2 separate regions of the Mus musculus genome follow, and region 2 is linked to region 1. Evidence: chromatin contacts called from public HiChIP or PLAC-seq data. All regions are on one chromosome and are shown on one strand. Each heading gives the region's core, a stretch centred on a gene start, on an enhancer-like site or on the middle of the called end of the contact. The rest is flanking DNA. Distances are from core to core; before and after follow the strand shown.

Evidence for each region. HiChIP or PLAC-seq counts read pairs in DNA pulled down with a chosen protein or histone mark.
Region 2: a contact with region 1 is called in a FOXA1 HiChIP or PLAC-seq map of pancreatic cancer cells. The contact joins the promoter of Iqcg here to the enhancer-like site in region 1. A contact is called at or near these places in 7 of 39 promoter capture datasets (the C10 cell line, embryonic stem cells, hematopoietic stem and progenitor cells and 3 more), 1 of 15 datasets of contacts at CTCF or cohesin (pro-B cells), 6 of 484 Hi-C or Micro-C datasets (the G1E-ER4 cell line and embryonic stem cells), 11 of 115 datasets of contacts at active chromatin or transcription factors (the 230-238 cell line, the SCID.adh cell line, embryonic stem cells and 4 more) and 3 of 9 other capture datasets (adipose tissue, embryonic stem cells and liver).

What each region holds. Positions count from the first base shown.
Region 1 is chr16:32,687,335-32,694,751 of GRCm38.p6, forward strand. No RefSeq gene overlaps it. Among named protein-coding and RNA genes, the nearest start is that of Gm34766, 7.6 kb to the right of the region's middle. Within about 2 kb of position 2,682, at least 38 of the 459 cell types and tissues checked have an H3K27ac peak or open chromatin away from gene starts, as enhancers often do. A contact at or near this core is called in the G1E-ER4 cell line, the SCID.adh cell line, embryonic stem cells and 3 more, where this site is marked.
Region 2 is chr16:33,052,828-33,060,244 of GRCm38.p6, forward strand. It overlaps Iqcg (IQ motif containing G), which reads right to left and starts at 3,359. Exons shown (of 11, transcript NM_178378.3): 1 at 3,324-3,359; 2 at 797-867. The coding sequence starts at 804. It overlaps Rpl35a (ribosomal protein L35A), which reads left to right and starts at 3,626. Exons shown (of 5, transcript NM_001130485.1): 1 at 3,626-3,683; 2 at 4,309-4,351; 3 at 4,563-4,715; 4 at 5,852-5,996; 5 at 7,271-7,362. The coding sequence starts at 4,341. The coding sequence ends at 7,294.

The DNA.
Region 1 (7,417 bases), core at 1,432-3,931:
TTCCCAATACCACATACAGTGACTTAGAACTGCTGTGACTCCATCTCCAGTGGCTCCAAAACCCTCTTCTGGTCTCCACAGGCACTGCATGCCACGTGTGCACGCCCACACACAGACAGGCATCATTTAAAACAATAAGGGGGCGTGGTGGCAATCTTCAATCTCAGTAATCGAGAGGTAGAGGCAGGTGAGTTTGAGCCCAGCCTAGTCTACAGCTTAAGGTCCAGGCCAGTTCAGGCTACATAGTGAGACTCTTAATAAACAAAACCTTTAAAAGAAGGAGAAGACAGCAGCATTTAAAAAAAAAAAAAGCCAGGCGTGGTGGCACATGCCTTTAATCCCAGCACTTGGGAGGCAGAGGCAGGCGGATTTCTGAGTTCGAGGCCAGCCTGGTCTCCAGAGTGAGTTCCAGGACAGCCAGGGCTATACAGAGAAACCCTGTCTCGAAAAAAACTTAAAAAAAAAAAAAAAAAAAAAAAAAAAAAAGAGCACTGGCTGCTCTTCCAGAGGACACGGGATCAATTCTAAGTTATTGCATGGCAATTCAACCATCTATAACTCCACTTCTAGGGCATCTGATTCTCTTCTGGCCTCTGCAGGTGTGAGGGAGACAGACACACGGTGCAAAGACCAAGGATGCAGGTCAAGTCCACGCACATAAGATAATAGAGTAAGTGTCGTCTGGCCTGCTGATCTTTTGGAAGGAAAGAGTGGCTTTACCTGGAGAGCATGGCTCTGGGCACTAGAGCTCAGTAAGGCAGAGAGGACATTCTGCCGAGTGACAGGCCACCCACTAAACGAATCCTGCCGGTTCTGACAAATCAGGAGCTTAGCATCAAGCATCAGCCACTCTGCCCCAATCTCCACCCTAATGCTCTCAGTTTGCCTTAACAAACCAACAAGGCCGCTTTTGGCAACAACAGTTTGTTGTTGTTGTTTTGTTTGTGTGTTTGTTTTGTTACACTCAGAGATATCTTATAGATCATTTTTTTTAACTTTAAAGATCCATTCATTCATCATATGTGAGTGCACTGTAGCTGTCTTCAGACACACCAGAAAAGGGCGTCAGATCTCATTATGGATGGTTGTGAGCCACCATGTGGTTGCTGGGAATTGAACTCAGGACCTTTGGAAGAACAGTCAGTGCTCTTAACTGCTGAGCCATCTCTCCAGCCCTATAGATCATTTTTTAACTCTATTTAAGAAAACTTAAAAAAAAACAAAAAACAAACAAACAAACAAACAAAACACTGTTGCGTGAGTTGCCAGCATGTAAGAATCTGTTGTAAAGAGTGTATTTCAGAAGGCTTTTGTAGGAGCAGGACACTGCGGTTGTTTGTGTGTGTGTGTGTGTGTGTGTGTGTGTGTGTGTGTGTGAGAGAGAGAGAGAGAGAGAGAGAGAGAGAGAGAGAGAGAGAGAGAGAGAGAGAGAGAATGAATCAGGAATGCAATGCACTGTTTTGGCTGTGTTTCCTACACCCCAGGTCTTCCTGTTGGTTTTTGCCTGGTCAACCTGCTAGCTCTTGCAATGTTACTGTGTGTAGCAGAAGCCGATTCGGGTTTACCCAGCCTGGGGAATAAACTCAGGGTTTGTTGGGCAATCTGTCAGCCCTGTTGACAGAACACAAGCTGAATAGACAGTCTGTGCCCCTGGGAGTGACATCATTGTGGCAAAATGGCAAATGCTCTGTGTCATTGTGTACCCAGGGAGGTGGTTCCCCAGAAAGCGACTCTGCTGACTTGGTAGATAATAAAATTACCAGGAAAGTGACATGGGGTGACCGTGTTTCAGTGGTTAGCTGTTAGCTCACAGAATGGACTGGCTTGCTCCTGACCCATTCTCTTTTTGTTGGGGTTTGGGGGAGAGAGGTTGAAGGTTTGAAGGTGCTTCTCATATCCTGGTGAATAACAAGCCTGCTGGGTTCCTTTTGGTCTGTAGATGGGGGTGGAGGAGGACACTCTCTTTAAGCTGGATTGATCCACTTAACAATAGTGTGGCCAAAGGGAAAGAAGAATCTAGCATGCCCCCCCCCTTGCACTTTGGAGGCAAAAGGTGTTTTTAATTTGAAGCAATTTAGTTTTTATGGAACTTTGAACTTGGAGAATGGCTCCCCTGGCTTCTGGATGCAGGAGTTCTCAATGGCGGTCCCGCAGCTGCCAGCCGCCGCCAGGTAAAATGCTAAGATGAGAAACTAAACTGTGCGGTTTTTCCTTAAATTTATTCCGTTTCTCAAACATGTATGAGACAGATGTAAGTAGTGGAGGTAGTAGATAGTACCTTTGCTCCCAGGGCCTTATATTTGGATACTCTGTATCAAGGATTGCTTGAAACTGATCTGCAGAACCTGAGCAATTGCACGTTTGTGTCGACAGCGCCACCTACCGGTAAGATGAGACACTACCCATTTGAGTTAAATTTGAGAGTGTAGGGGGCTAAGGTTGTATGAAGTCGTTTCCCAGCAAATCATTTAAGAGTCTAAACCCTGCTGGTAGGGACTCAGCCCAGGTAAACTTGGGAAGGAATATGTTCGCCTACCATCTGGTACAAAACGGGGATCAGCTAGGGTCTAATGCAAAGAGAAAGGACATTAGAACCCTGTTTCTATGGACAGTTATGGAGGCTCTGAAGGAGGCCAACCAGAGCCAGGGAGAGAAACCAGTGCTCCAGGAGTTAAGTGCTAGGATATTAAAGGCTCAGGCAGAGCACGCAGCGACTCCACCGGAAGTCCCGGCACTACTCCCTTGTGCTGTGTTGACCTTCCTTCTATTTGTCTTCTTTGGTTTTTGTTTGTTAAAGTTTGTTTGTTTGTTTATTATATGTAAGTACACTGTAGCTGTCTTCAGACACCCCAGAAGAGGGCATCAGATCCCATTACGGATGGTTTTAAGCCACCATGTGGTTGCTGGGATTTGAACTCAGAACCTCTGGAAGAGCAGTCAGGGCTGTTTTGTTTTGTTTTGTTTTGTTTTTGTTTTTGTTTTTTCGAGACAGGGTTTCTCTGTACAGCCCTGGCTGTCCTGGAACTCACTCTGTAGACCAGGCTGGCCTTGAACTCAGAAATCCGCCTGCCTCTGCCTCTGAGTGCTGGGATTAAAGGCGTGCACCACCACGCCTGGCTACTCTTTGTTGTTTTTTATGACTGCTGTAATGCCCATTGTAGAATTGGGACAGTCAGCAGAGCGCATTAGAAAAGTTAATTAGTCAGAAAAATACGTGAAACTTGATATATTAGTTTTATCTGTGCAGACATGTATGTATTAATCTTATAAAAATAAGTACATCTGGTGAATGTTAAATTATAAACTGCTTCTTATTTTTTTAAGATTTATTTATTTTTATTTTATATGCATGAGTGTTTGCCTGTATGTCTGTGCATGTATGTATGTATGTATGTATGTATGTATGTATGTATGTATGTATGATTTCCTGTGTGTATGCGTATGTGTCTGAGACGAGAAGAGCGCGTCAGCTCCCCTGGAACCGGATTCCAGGAAACTGTGAGCAACCACAGGTAAGTTCTGGGAACAGAACATGGTTCCTCTGCAAGAGTAGCAGACTCTCTCATCTACTGATCCAATATCTCCAGCACTGTAAACTACTTTTAAATTGTTCACGTTTTATGCTACTGACTTTTCATCTTGAACATCCTTGAAACACTACATACTTTGCCTTCTGTGGATAAACTCTTGTTGTGTAAGACATTATTTTGTTAACATTTCTCTTGCACACGCTCAACTGGCCAGGAAGAATGACGCTGCAACAGGATCCTTCTGCACACGTTTACTGGGAGAGCATTGATTGCATAGGCGAAAGAAGAACAACCCCAAACAAGGAAAATGATGCTGCTTATATACCCCTCCATGTGACATGTCAGCTCCTGATTAGCTGCTCACTCATTACCCCACTACTACGCCCCGGGATGGGCAGTAACTTCGCACGAATTTACTCTTGCACCTGCGCACATTACTTGTTTACCAGTTAGGCACAGCGGAGGCTTGTGATGGCAATTGCTCACGGCTCTCCACGCATTTCTATGTTTTTTTTTGTTTTGTTTTGTTTTTGTTTTTTTTGAGACAGGGTTTCTCTGTGTAGCCCTGGCTGTCCTGGAACTCACTTTGTAGACCAGGCTGGCCTCGAACTCAGAAATCCACCTGCCTCTGCCTCCCAAGTGCTGGGATTAAAGGCGTGCGCCACCACCGCCGGGCTCATTTCTACGTTTTTAATGAATTATTTTGACGTGTTTATGAATGTATTTTCAGGAAAGTAGATCTCTTTTTCTCGAGTCTGTATGTTTCTAAAGGAAAGAACTGAGATTCTTAAGGTATTTTTAAAGATCCCGGGGAACGTGAGAGGGGGTGGGGCCTCACAGGATGGTGGCTGTAGACTGGCAGAGCTCAGCTCTCAAGGCTGCACAGCCTTTCCTCTGGTCTCCCGGTGAGGAGACGCCCTTGCTTCAGCTGTCTTTTCTGGAGCTGTTTTGAAGATGTCTCACTTTTCTACAGCCACCACCAGGATGGCCCTGGGGAATGTGTGGCTTTCCACTGATTGGCCCTTCTCTGGCATCTGAGGGAGGGAAAGAGCCACCTGTTGTGAGGAACTGGGGAAACCCCTCCAGGGCTTTGGAGGGACCCCCACACATGGGCTAGATGCATCAGTTTGTTTACCCCTATCCTAGAAAAAATGATCATGTGAGGGCTGCAGAGATGGCTCAGTGGTTAAGAGCACTGACTGCTCTTCCAGAGGACCTGAGTTCAATTCCCAGCACCCACATGGTGGCTCACAGCCATCTATAATGGGATCTGTAATGGGATCCAATGTCTTCTTCTGGTGTGTCTGGAGACAGCTACAGTGTACTCATATATGTAAAATAAATAAATCTTGATGGGCGTGGTGGCGCACGCCTTTAATCCCAGCACTTGGGTGGCAGAGGCAGGTGGATTTCTGAGTTCGAGGCCAGCCTGGTCTACAAAGTGAGTTCCAGGATAGCCAAGGCTATACAGAGAAACCCTGTCTCAGAAAAAAAAAAATTAAAATAAATAAATAAATAAATAAATAAATAAATCTTTAAAAAAAAATCATGTGAGGCCAGCAGCTCAAGCCAGCAGTACCTGGAAGCTCTACCCTGAACCTGCTAGACTGAAATCTGTGCCACCAAGATCTCTAGCCAGGAACTGTGGAAAGCTTTGGATGAGGGTAGCTCTGCTCTGACCCCACAGAGCTGGTAGGCCTTGGGGGACCCTGCCTGGCTCCAGGAACCCCCCTTGGTCCTCAGGAGAACCTGTGCTCCATGCTAACCTTAAAGATGATGCCTTATCTACTCCAATATCTTTGAGTAAACACATTTCAGAAGTGTGTGTGTGTGTGTGTGTGTGTGTGTGTGTGTGTGTTGTTTTATACACAGGTTCTCACAGGCTACCCCTGATGACCTCAAACTCTAATTCTCCTGCCTTAGCCACCCAAGGGCTGAGATTAGGGGCATGTGACATCATGTCCAGCTAAATGTTTTGTTTTTTTTTTACCGTAAACCACATGTAGGTTAGGATTTACCATTGTTATCATTTAAGTGCTCAGTTAATGCAAAACTCTGGCTCTACCATTAACTCCCAATGTCCTCAGGCCCTGGTGGCCACCAATTTTCTTTCTGTCCCTAGGATTTGTTTTCTACTTTAAGCACTCTGTGATGTGTTTATAAAAAGATAAAGAGTTATAAGAATATGTTCTATGGGGGTGTGGTGAGGTATGGGGGAGGGGGTGCCTCAGCAGGCCCATGCCAAGGCATACCTCCCCCCACCCCTGAGGGACCAGCCACAAGACTGAATAGTATAGAATAGAGTTTATTCAGGGCATGGGGAAGGGAGTTAAGAGGGTAGTAGAGGCAGAGAAAGGCAGAGAGAGGGGGGAGAGAGTAGAGATGTAGAGGCCAGCCATGACCACATGGAGAGAAGGGGGGAAGGGAATGCGGAGAGAGGGGGAGCAAGAGGGAGCAAGAGAGCAAGAGAGAGAGGCAAGAGAGCAAGAGAGAGGGGAGGGGGCAAGCAGCCCCTTTTATAGTGGGCCAGGCCTACCTGGCTGTTGCCAGGGAACTGTAGGGTGGAGTTTACACAGAATGCTAACACTCTGAACTAGAGTTATGTTGCATCCATCCTCCTGTGTCTGGATTATTGTCTCCTTAAAGGCTGTCTTAGTGTTTCTGATGCTACTATAAAACATGACAACTAAAAGGAGTCAGGGAAGGAAAGGGTTAATTTTAGTTTATAGTCCCAATCCCAGTGCCCCATGAAGGGAAGTTGGGACAGGAACTCAAGGTAGGGACCTGGAGGCAGTCACTGATGCAGAGGCCATGGAGGGACACTATTTACTGACTTGCTCAGCTTGCTTTTTAAAATACACCTCAGGATCACCAGCCCAGGGGGGCAGCACACACAGTGAGCTTACATCAACCACTCGTAAGGGAAATGCCTGGCAGGCTTCCTATAGGCCAATCTCACAGGCACATTTTCTTAATGGAGGGTTTCTCTTCCCCACTGACTCTAACGTGTGTCCAGGTGTCATAAGAACTAGCTAGCACAAGCCAGGTGGGGTGGCACATGCCTTTAATCCCAGCACTCAGAAGGCAGAGGCAAGTGAGTTCAAACTCTGAATTCGAGGCCAGCCTGGTCTACATGAAGAGTGCCAGGACAGCCAGGGCTGCTCAGTGAGACCCTGTTTCTACAACATTTCCCCCGACCCCCCAAAGGAAGCCAAAATCTAGTACAAGGTTCAACCATGTTATAGCTTGGGTCCGAATTCCCTTCCTTTTAAAGGCTGAATCATACCCACCCCCCACACACACACTACATTTTCTTTCTTTCTTTCTTTCTTTCTTTCTTTCTTTCTTTCTTTCTTTCTTTCTTTCTTTCTTTCTTTCTTTCCTTCTTTCTTTCTTTCTTTCTTCCTTCCTTCTTTCTCTTCTCTTCTCTTCTCTTCTCTTCTCTTCTCTTCTCTTCTCTTCTTTTCTTTTCTTTTCTTTTCTGAGACAGGGATTCTCTGTGTAGCCCTGGCTGTCCTGGAACTCACTCTGTAGACCAGGCTGGCCTCAAACTTAGAAATCCGCCTGCCTCTGCCTTCTGAGTGCGGGGGTTAAGTGCTACCACCTAATATTTGTTAATTTTCCAGTGGGATGGATGCTCTGGTCTATTTTTCAGGCAGTCTCAGACGCTGCCGTGGGAGTTGTGCCTTTGATATTGTGCCTGCCATACATAACTCTGCTACTCTGAGACCACAGGACACAGAAACTTTGGTGTTCTTTGGTGATCATCGACTGCTTTGAGTTTGTAATGGTCAGTGCTGTGCACACTTCCTCACACACGTATAGCATCAGACAACAGGTGTGTTTAAGGCCATTTCAGAAGGGTTGGGGAATTCTGTCCTAACCCT
Region 2 (7,417 bases), core at 2,109-4,608, 370 kb after region 1:
CATATTCAGATATTAATCCCTAGGGCCTCATAAGTACTGAAAGACAGAAGATGCTAGCCAGACTCCAAGATGGCCCACATAACTCTTTCTGGTCCTTATGCCCTGGTGTTGTCTTCCCTACACTAAGTGGGGAAACCACAAGGATCTGGTGAGAGAAAAAGTGTGATTTCCAGAGCCAGGCAGTAAATAACATGGCCGCTTCTATCTCACTCAAAAGCTCACTCCCAGGGAAGTGCCTTGTCTGTCATGAGGACACTTAGGCTGCCCCTGGCCAACCTCAACCTTCTGGTTAACATTGTCTACTTGGTTGCATCTGGAACCAATAAATGTGTGGCCGTGGCTATGAAGGCTTTGCAGACCAGGTTATCTGAAGTGGGAAGACTTAGCTGACATGGGCTGAATAAAACAGAGAAAGCAAGCTGAGTGCCAGTGTTCATCTCTCTCTCTGCTTCCTGACTGTGGCTGGCTTGTGGCTGGTCCCTTCTGCTCTTGCTGCCACACCTACACCTCCAAGTGTGAGCCAAGACAACACCTTTCATGTCTGCCCCAAACTGCTTCCTGTGTGACATTTTGTCCCACAGACAGGGAAAGCTTAACTGGCCCAGATCCCACACCAGAGTCACTTGCTAAACGCCCTCAAGCGCCCACCCCACAGCAGCGCTGAAATGGGAAGGTGTTTATACTTTAGGGCGTTACATTAGTTGGTTACATTGTTACCGAAAAGTAATCCACCGAATTCAACAAATGGCGTAATTGCAACAGTACAGGGACAAACAAACCGGAACTTGAAACATACTCGTCCATTCTTCCTCAGTTTCTTTCCTTGCCCTCTGGGCTAGATTTATAATTTCACAAGAATGAAGGAACCTAAAGTAGAAAAGAAACATTGATATCAGTTCCAGGGAATGCTAATTTTTTTCCCTTTACTCTCAGGCTCTTTTTGTAGGAGAGAAAACAAAACAAAACAAACAAACAAACAAAAACCCCACAGAATCCCAAGAGCTATCTATAGCTTGTCTCCTCCTGCTTAGGGAAGCAGGCTCATAAGATGCAGGCTTGTTTTTGTTGTTGTTGTTTTCCAGACAGGGTAGATGTAGGCTTACTAAGTGGCTGGCTCCATTACTGGTTCATCAAACCAGAAGTTATACTCAAGGTAGTCTTTTGCCTCTTTTTACGGTAAATTGACATCTAACACAATTTTAATGTGTGTACTTGTACTCTGAGTTTGACTGTGAATCAACAGAGAACTTTTTTTTTTTTTTTTCTTTCAAGACAGGGTTTCTCTGTATAGCCCTGGCTGTCCTGGAACTCACTTTGTAGACCAGGCTGGCCTTGAACTCAGAAACCTGCCTGCCTCTGCCTCCCAAGTGCTGCGATTAAAGGCATGTGCCACCAACGCCCAGCTTCAGATTTATTTTTGATTCTTTAATTTCTTCTATTATTCTCACTTATATATTAAATTAAATATTTCTGCCCTGCTCTATCAGAGAACAGAATTTACTGTAACTTGACTTAGAGAAATCGAGTTTGGGCTGACAAGATGGCTAAGCGGTTAAAAGCAATCAGTGCTCTTCCAGAGGGTCCTGAGTTCAAATTCCAGCAATCATATGGTAGCTCACAACCATTTGTAATGAGATCTGACACCCTCTTCTGGTGTGTCAGAAGAGGCCATCCTTGGCTCAATACAGGGAGTTTGGGGCCAGCCTAAGCTACATGAGACTTTGTCCTTCTTGTTAATGGCTTTAAAAAAAAATGTGTATGTGCCTGCTTGTCTCTATGTGCACTGTGTGCATACAGCAGATTTCCTAGCGCTGAAGTTATAGGTAATTGTGAGTCCCTGATGTAGATGCTGGGAACTGAACTGAAGACCTCTTTAAAAACAGTGTATGCCCTTAAACATTGAGACATTTCTCTAGTCCCTGTCTCAAAACAAAACAACAACAATAACAATAACAAGTTGCATGTAAAATCTAGCTCTAGAGTCTGAGGCCATCTTCCGACCTCTGAAAGCACACACATAAACAGGTTTTTAAAAAGGAAGTCTTGCTGGGCGGTGGTGGCTCACGCATTTAATCCCAGCACTCGGGAGGGAGAGGCAGGCGGATTTCTGAATTTGAGGCCAGCCTGGTCTACAGAGTGAGTTCCAGGACAGCCAGGGTTATACAGAGAAACCCTGTCTTGAAAAACCAAAAAAAAAAAAAAAAAAAAAAAAAAAAAAAAAAAAAAAAAAGGAAAAGAAAGGAAGTCTTGACCTTTTAACATACCACATGTCTAATCTGCTTGTTGTCTTGTTTTTTTTTTTTTTTTTTTTTTGCGAGGAGTGAGGGAGCAAGGATGAGATTTCTTACTCTGTAGCTCAGGATATCTGTGTACACATAATGTACCTCTTACTGACCTAAAACAGAGCAATCTTCATACTTCAACCTTCTAAGTGCAAGGATTACAGACACCAGAGCCAACATGCCATCCTTGCTCCCTCATGTAGGCTGCAAGAGGGCAGACGTTTTAGTCTGTTTACTCTGGTGCCCTACAAGCCTACAGCATTCTTGGTAGTGGTAGTCATTCAATAAATTACTCTCTGATTAAATGAATGGATCCATCAGTTCGCCTTAATTAATGCACAAGTTAGGAACTGTAAATCTGAGTCTATTAAATTTATCTGTGGGCTGGTGAGATGGCTCAGTGGGTAAGAGCACCTGACTGCTCTTCCGAAGGTTCAGAGTTCAAATCCCAGCAACCACATGGAGCCATAACGAGATCTAGCTCCCTCTTCTGGAGTGTCTGAAGACAGATATAGTGTACTTACATATAATAAATAAATGAATTTTAAAAAATTTATCTGCATCCGACAAGTCAGGGAAAGGATGGAAGGATATCTTCTATCTCTCACTTCCTCACATCGTCTCCCTTTTTTTCAGATGGGGTCTCATGTAGCTCAGGCTGACTGGCACTCCCTATGTAGCAGAGGATGGTCTTTTAAGTCCTATTCACCTGCTCGCACAGCTAGAATACTGGGGTTACAAGCAAGCACCGGGACCGCGGTTTGCCTCATGGATGTTTGTTGCTGTTAAGATGGGGCCTTGCTATGTAACTTAGCCTAGCCTCGAATTTGTGATGTGATCCTCCTACCTCAGTCTCCGGAATAAATGCTGAGGTTAACGGGCAACGGCTACCACACCCTGTTTGTTAAATTAAAGATGGGAAAAAATAAAAGAACAAATCAAGAGAAACTCCTGCCTTCATGCTCCAGGTTTTTCTCTCCTATATGGTAGGATCCCAGTCTCCATTCTAGGAAGAGGAGAAAACACTTAACTTTTCCTTACCTCTCTACCAGCCCAGCTGGAGGCGGGAACCAAACTAATCGGTAGCTATGGCAACGCGTCGCGCAAGCTCTTTTTTTTTTTTAAGTAGGACCCCTGATTCTTTCTTAGTCGACTACGATTTTGCCTTTCCTTGTTCCTAAATAATACGTGTTGCCGCTTACAAAGACGAAAGGGCAGGAGGGAAAGAATTTAAAGTTCTTGAGCGCGGCTTGGCTGAGTCGAGCCTCTCTCTCTGTCTCTGACCTTTGCTTTCTGGCGCAGTGTGAGCGGCCTAAGCGCGGAGAGGGGCGGGGCGTGCGTCCCACAAGGCCGCGCGGCGGGGCTTGCCTTCCTCTTTCCGCCATCTTGGCGCCTGTGGAGGTGAGGGGGGTTCCTGCTGCTGAGCTTTGGGGCCCGATTGCTGGGGTGCGTTTAGTTTCATCCCTCACCGAGACAACCTGGCGTCTCGGAGAACCCGACCGCCAGAGGTTTCTGGGGATTCCAGGAGGATGGAGGGCGGGATGGAGGCGATGACGGGCTGATGGTGTGGAGGCCCCGGCCGGGGGAGGAGAGCTCGCTGGTCTCGGTCGATCTCCGGCTCGGGAGGAGAGAATGGGTGCATTTCCCCCGGTCTTACTGGCCCGGGGAGCGGTGGTCCCTGGGAGCTGGGTTCCCCGCACAGAGCCGGATCTCGCCTGTGTTAGCTGCTTTCTGTACTGATGGAGGCATGAGCTCGCCTCCGGGTTCCTTTTGGGGTTTGAGAAGTTAAGTCTCGGGTGAGTCGCCTTCCCACCCGGCCTTTGCCCACGATTCCGAGTCGTTCGTTGTCATTGGTTGTCGGAGCCCTGAGTATTTTGCCAGGCTCTGCCTCTATAGGGGGCAGGGCGTAGGTAAGAGGTCCCCATCCTTGGGACGCCGACTGAAGCCATCTCTCGCGCCGGGAAATAGTGACAGGTGGGATGCGTGCTGCATGACTCTCGGTTGAGCTCTCGGTTTTGTTTTTCAGGCCTGCTGGGAACAGGACTTCTAACAGCAAGTATGTCTGGAAGGTACGCGATCTCACAATAGTCGTTTTCTCCATTTCTGTTTCGTTCTATTAAACGCGAAGCTAAAGTTCAGTGTAATGCGGGAGGGGAACGAGAGGTCTGCTGTAGATAGCTGGAGTAGGAATTGCTACAAAGCAAATCATGGTGGCTTGCTAAAAGATACATGAAAAGTTGTAACGGGGTAGTCATCATGTCTTTCTTAACGTTGTCTTAGGCTGTGGTGCAAGGCCATTTTTGCTGGCTACAAGCGAGGTCTCCGGAACCAAAGAGAGCACACGGCTCTTCTTAAAATTGAAGGCGTTTATGCCCGAGATGAAACGGAGTTCTACTTAGGCAAGAGATGTGCTTATGTGTATAAGGCAAAAAAGTAAGTATGCTCCCATGCCTTTTAATTTTTGGTTGACTAATCTCGTTTTTTCTACTGAAAAGGTAGGGGTGTTAGTGAGAAATTGGTGTGGTTGAGTCTTCCTAGACACGTGAAGAGCTTAGAGGAAATTAGAGAGGGATCTTTTTGTCGGTGGTATGGACTATATAGGCACCATTGGTTCGTAGTACAAGTGTAGAAGTTCCCTGTGTTAAGTCCCTAACATGGTTAAAAACAAAGATTACAGCTCTTAGTACCTTTCATTTTCCTTTGAAAGGGTTTATATAGTACTTTTCAATGTATCTTGATTTGTTTTAGTTACTAAAAATGACAATTACTAGAATAGATTGTTCTTGTTATTGTACAATTTATTTGCTCCCACATCTATATTGAGTTAGGTGATTCTGCTCTGCTCTGTGAACAAACAGTCTATTGCACCCTGACTTAGAACAATTGAGGTTACATTTGGAAAAACTAGTTGAAAAATTAGTTAATTTTTTATGTGCATTGGTGTTTGCTTGTTTGTATAGCTGTGAGGGTGCCAGATTCCCTGGACCTGGATATTTGTGTGTATGTGTGCGTGCGCGCGCGCGCGCGCGCGCGCGCGCTTGTGTGCTTGTTTTAAGCTGGGTTCTATATTGGTTCTCTGGTCCCTCTTTTCCTACTGGGAATTGAACATAAGGCCATACAGAAATTGGCCCTTGTGTGCACTGTCAGGGCATGCGTATGTGTGTGAGTCCTGCATGCCCTTAGTCCCAGCATTCAGGAGGCAGACCTGAGTGAGGTCTGTAGCTGAGGCTCAGCCTGGTTGAGACCTCAGTCGTTTGCTTCATGCCATCATTCTCAGTCTCTGATAGCCTGTGCTTTCAGGTCCTCGTTTTCAGCTTTTATCCTGAGTAGGTGTCATTGCTGTGTCTTTCCACATTTACTCTTAATGGTTTTAGTACACAGATTCTTCTGACTATCCTGGAAATAGGCTTTATGTATATGAATTGTTGAATGAATATTGTTCCCCCCAATTTCTCAAGGTGTTCTGTGTGGAGAGTAGAGGTGGGAGCCTGGACCCTAGGAAATAACTGAGTTAGTGTCATGTTTATGTCCGTGTTGGAGCTCATGCCGCTTATGTCTTTAAAAACCAGCAATACAGTGACTCCTGGAGGTAAACCAAACAAAACCAGAGTGATCTGGGGAAAGGTAACTCGGGCCCACGGAAACAGCGGTATGGTTCGTGCCAAATTCCGAAGCAACCTTCCTGCAAAGGCCATTGGACACAGAATCCGTGTGGTGAGTGCCAATAGCAAAATAAATGGCTCTTTTGATACTTACTACCTACCTCAAGACTTGTGAGTGTAAAAGTCCAGAGTATAAACCAGTTCTGTGAATTGGTGACTGACTTAAGTGGAAAAAAACAGAACTGGCAGGGTGAAGCAGGCGAGGGTGGCCCGCAAATGAATAGCATTTAAGTTTCATTATCACTAAAGCAACCTGGGAGGAGAAATACTTTGGACAGGATTTATTTGTGTCTTTGTGCCAAAGTCTTATGGTGTGCCCCCGGTTGTCCTGGAACTTGTTATGTACACAAGGCTCATATTTGACTATGGCAGGTTCTCACAAAGTTGTCAAGGCTGGTCTTGAACTTAAGTCCTGCCTCAGCCTTCTAAGTAGGTGGGATTTCAGGCCAATGCTACCTAGCTCATCTTATGTCGTGCCTTGTTTGGGGGGCATGTTATGGTTTGTTATGTCTACCATCTCAGTCCTGCCAGACTAGACAGTGACTTTATCCTGTACATGGGAAGCATGCTCATACCATGTTTCAGGACTTTGGCCCACGGGGGCATGCTATGTTGAGATTTTTGTCATACTTTCGCTTGGGTCCATTTATAGTGTACTCTAATGGTGGGAATGTTGGGCGCCACCATACCCCACTCGACAACTTGCATTTTAGGGCTGTCATTTATGTGGGCATACATGGCACAAGAGTGTATGAAAGTCAGAGGGCAATTTGTAGGAGTCAGCTATTCTGCTGTGGCATTTGCAAGAATCAAACTCCATGTGGTCAGGCTTGGTGGCAAGTGCCTGTATCCACTAAGCCATTTCACTTGAGTATTTTTGTTTAGTTTTGATTGCTTTGATTTGGGGCTAGGGTTCATAGGTCAGTTCGGAGTCCTGATTATAGTTAGCATTCATGACCCTTGGTCTTGGGTACCAGGGGGGAAAAGTGCTGGTTCCTGAGGCTGGGAGGTGGCTCAGTTGGAAAAACTGAGGTTTTTTTCCCCCAGCAGCCACATAAAGACAGGCACAGCAGTATCATGTCTGTAATTTGAGCCCTTGGGAAATGGGAGAATCTGTGGGGCAGTCAGTGAGAGAGAGACCGTTCCATCTCAAGAATGTACGTGTCACTGTAGATGACCATGTACAAAATGAGTATTACATAAGGTCAGATGCTGTGCAAATGCCTCCTTACTATCAGGATAAAGCCACCAGGTGCATTTTGGGATGAGTAATACGGTAATGTGATATTTATTATTCACCTAATGTTTCTGTTTCTTTTTCCCCAGATGCTGTACCCATCCCGGATTTAAACTAATGGAGAGTAAATAAATAAAAGTAGATTTGTGCTCTTGTATTTTTTTTTCACATCTGTCCTAAATTGAGTTTCTCTTTGTTAAGGTGTTTGGAGTTGTATAGCAGTTTTGGAGTGCAAG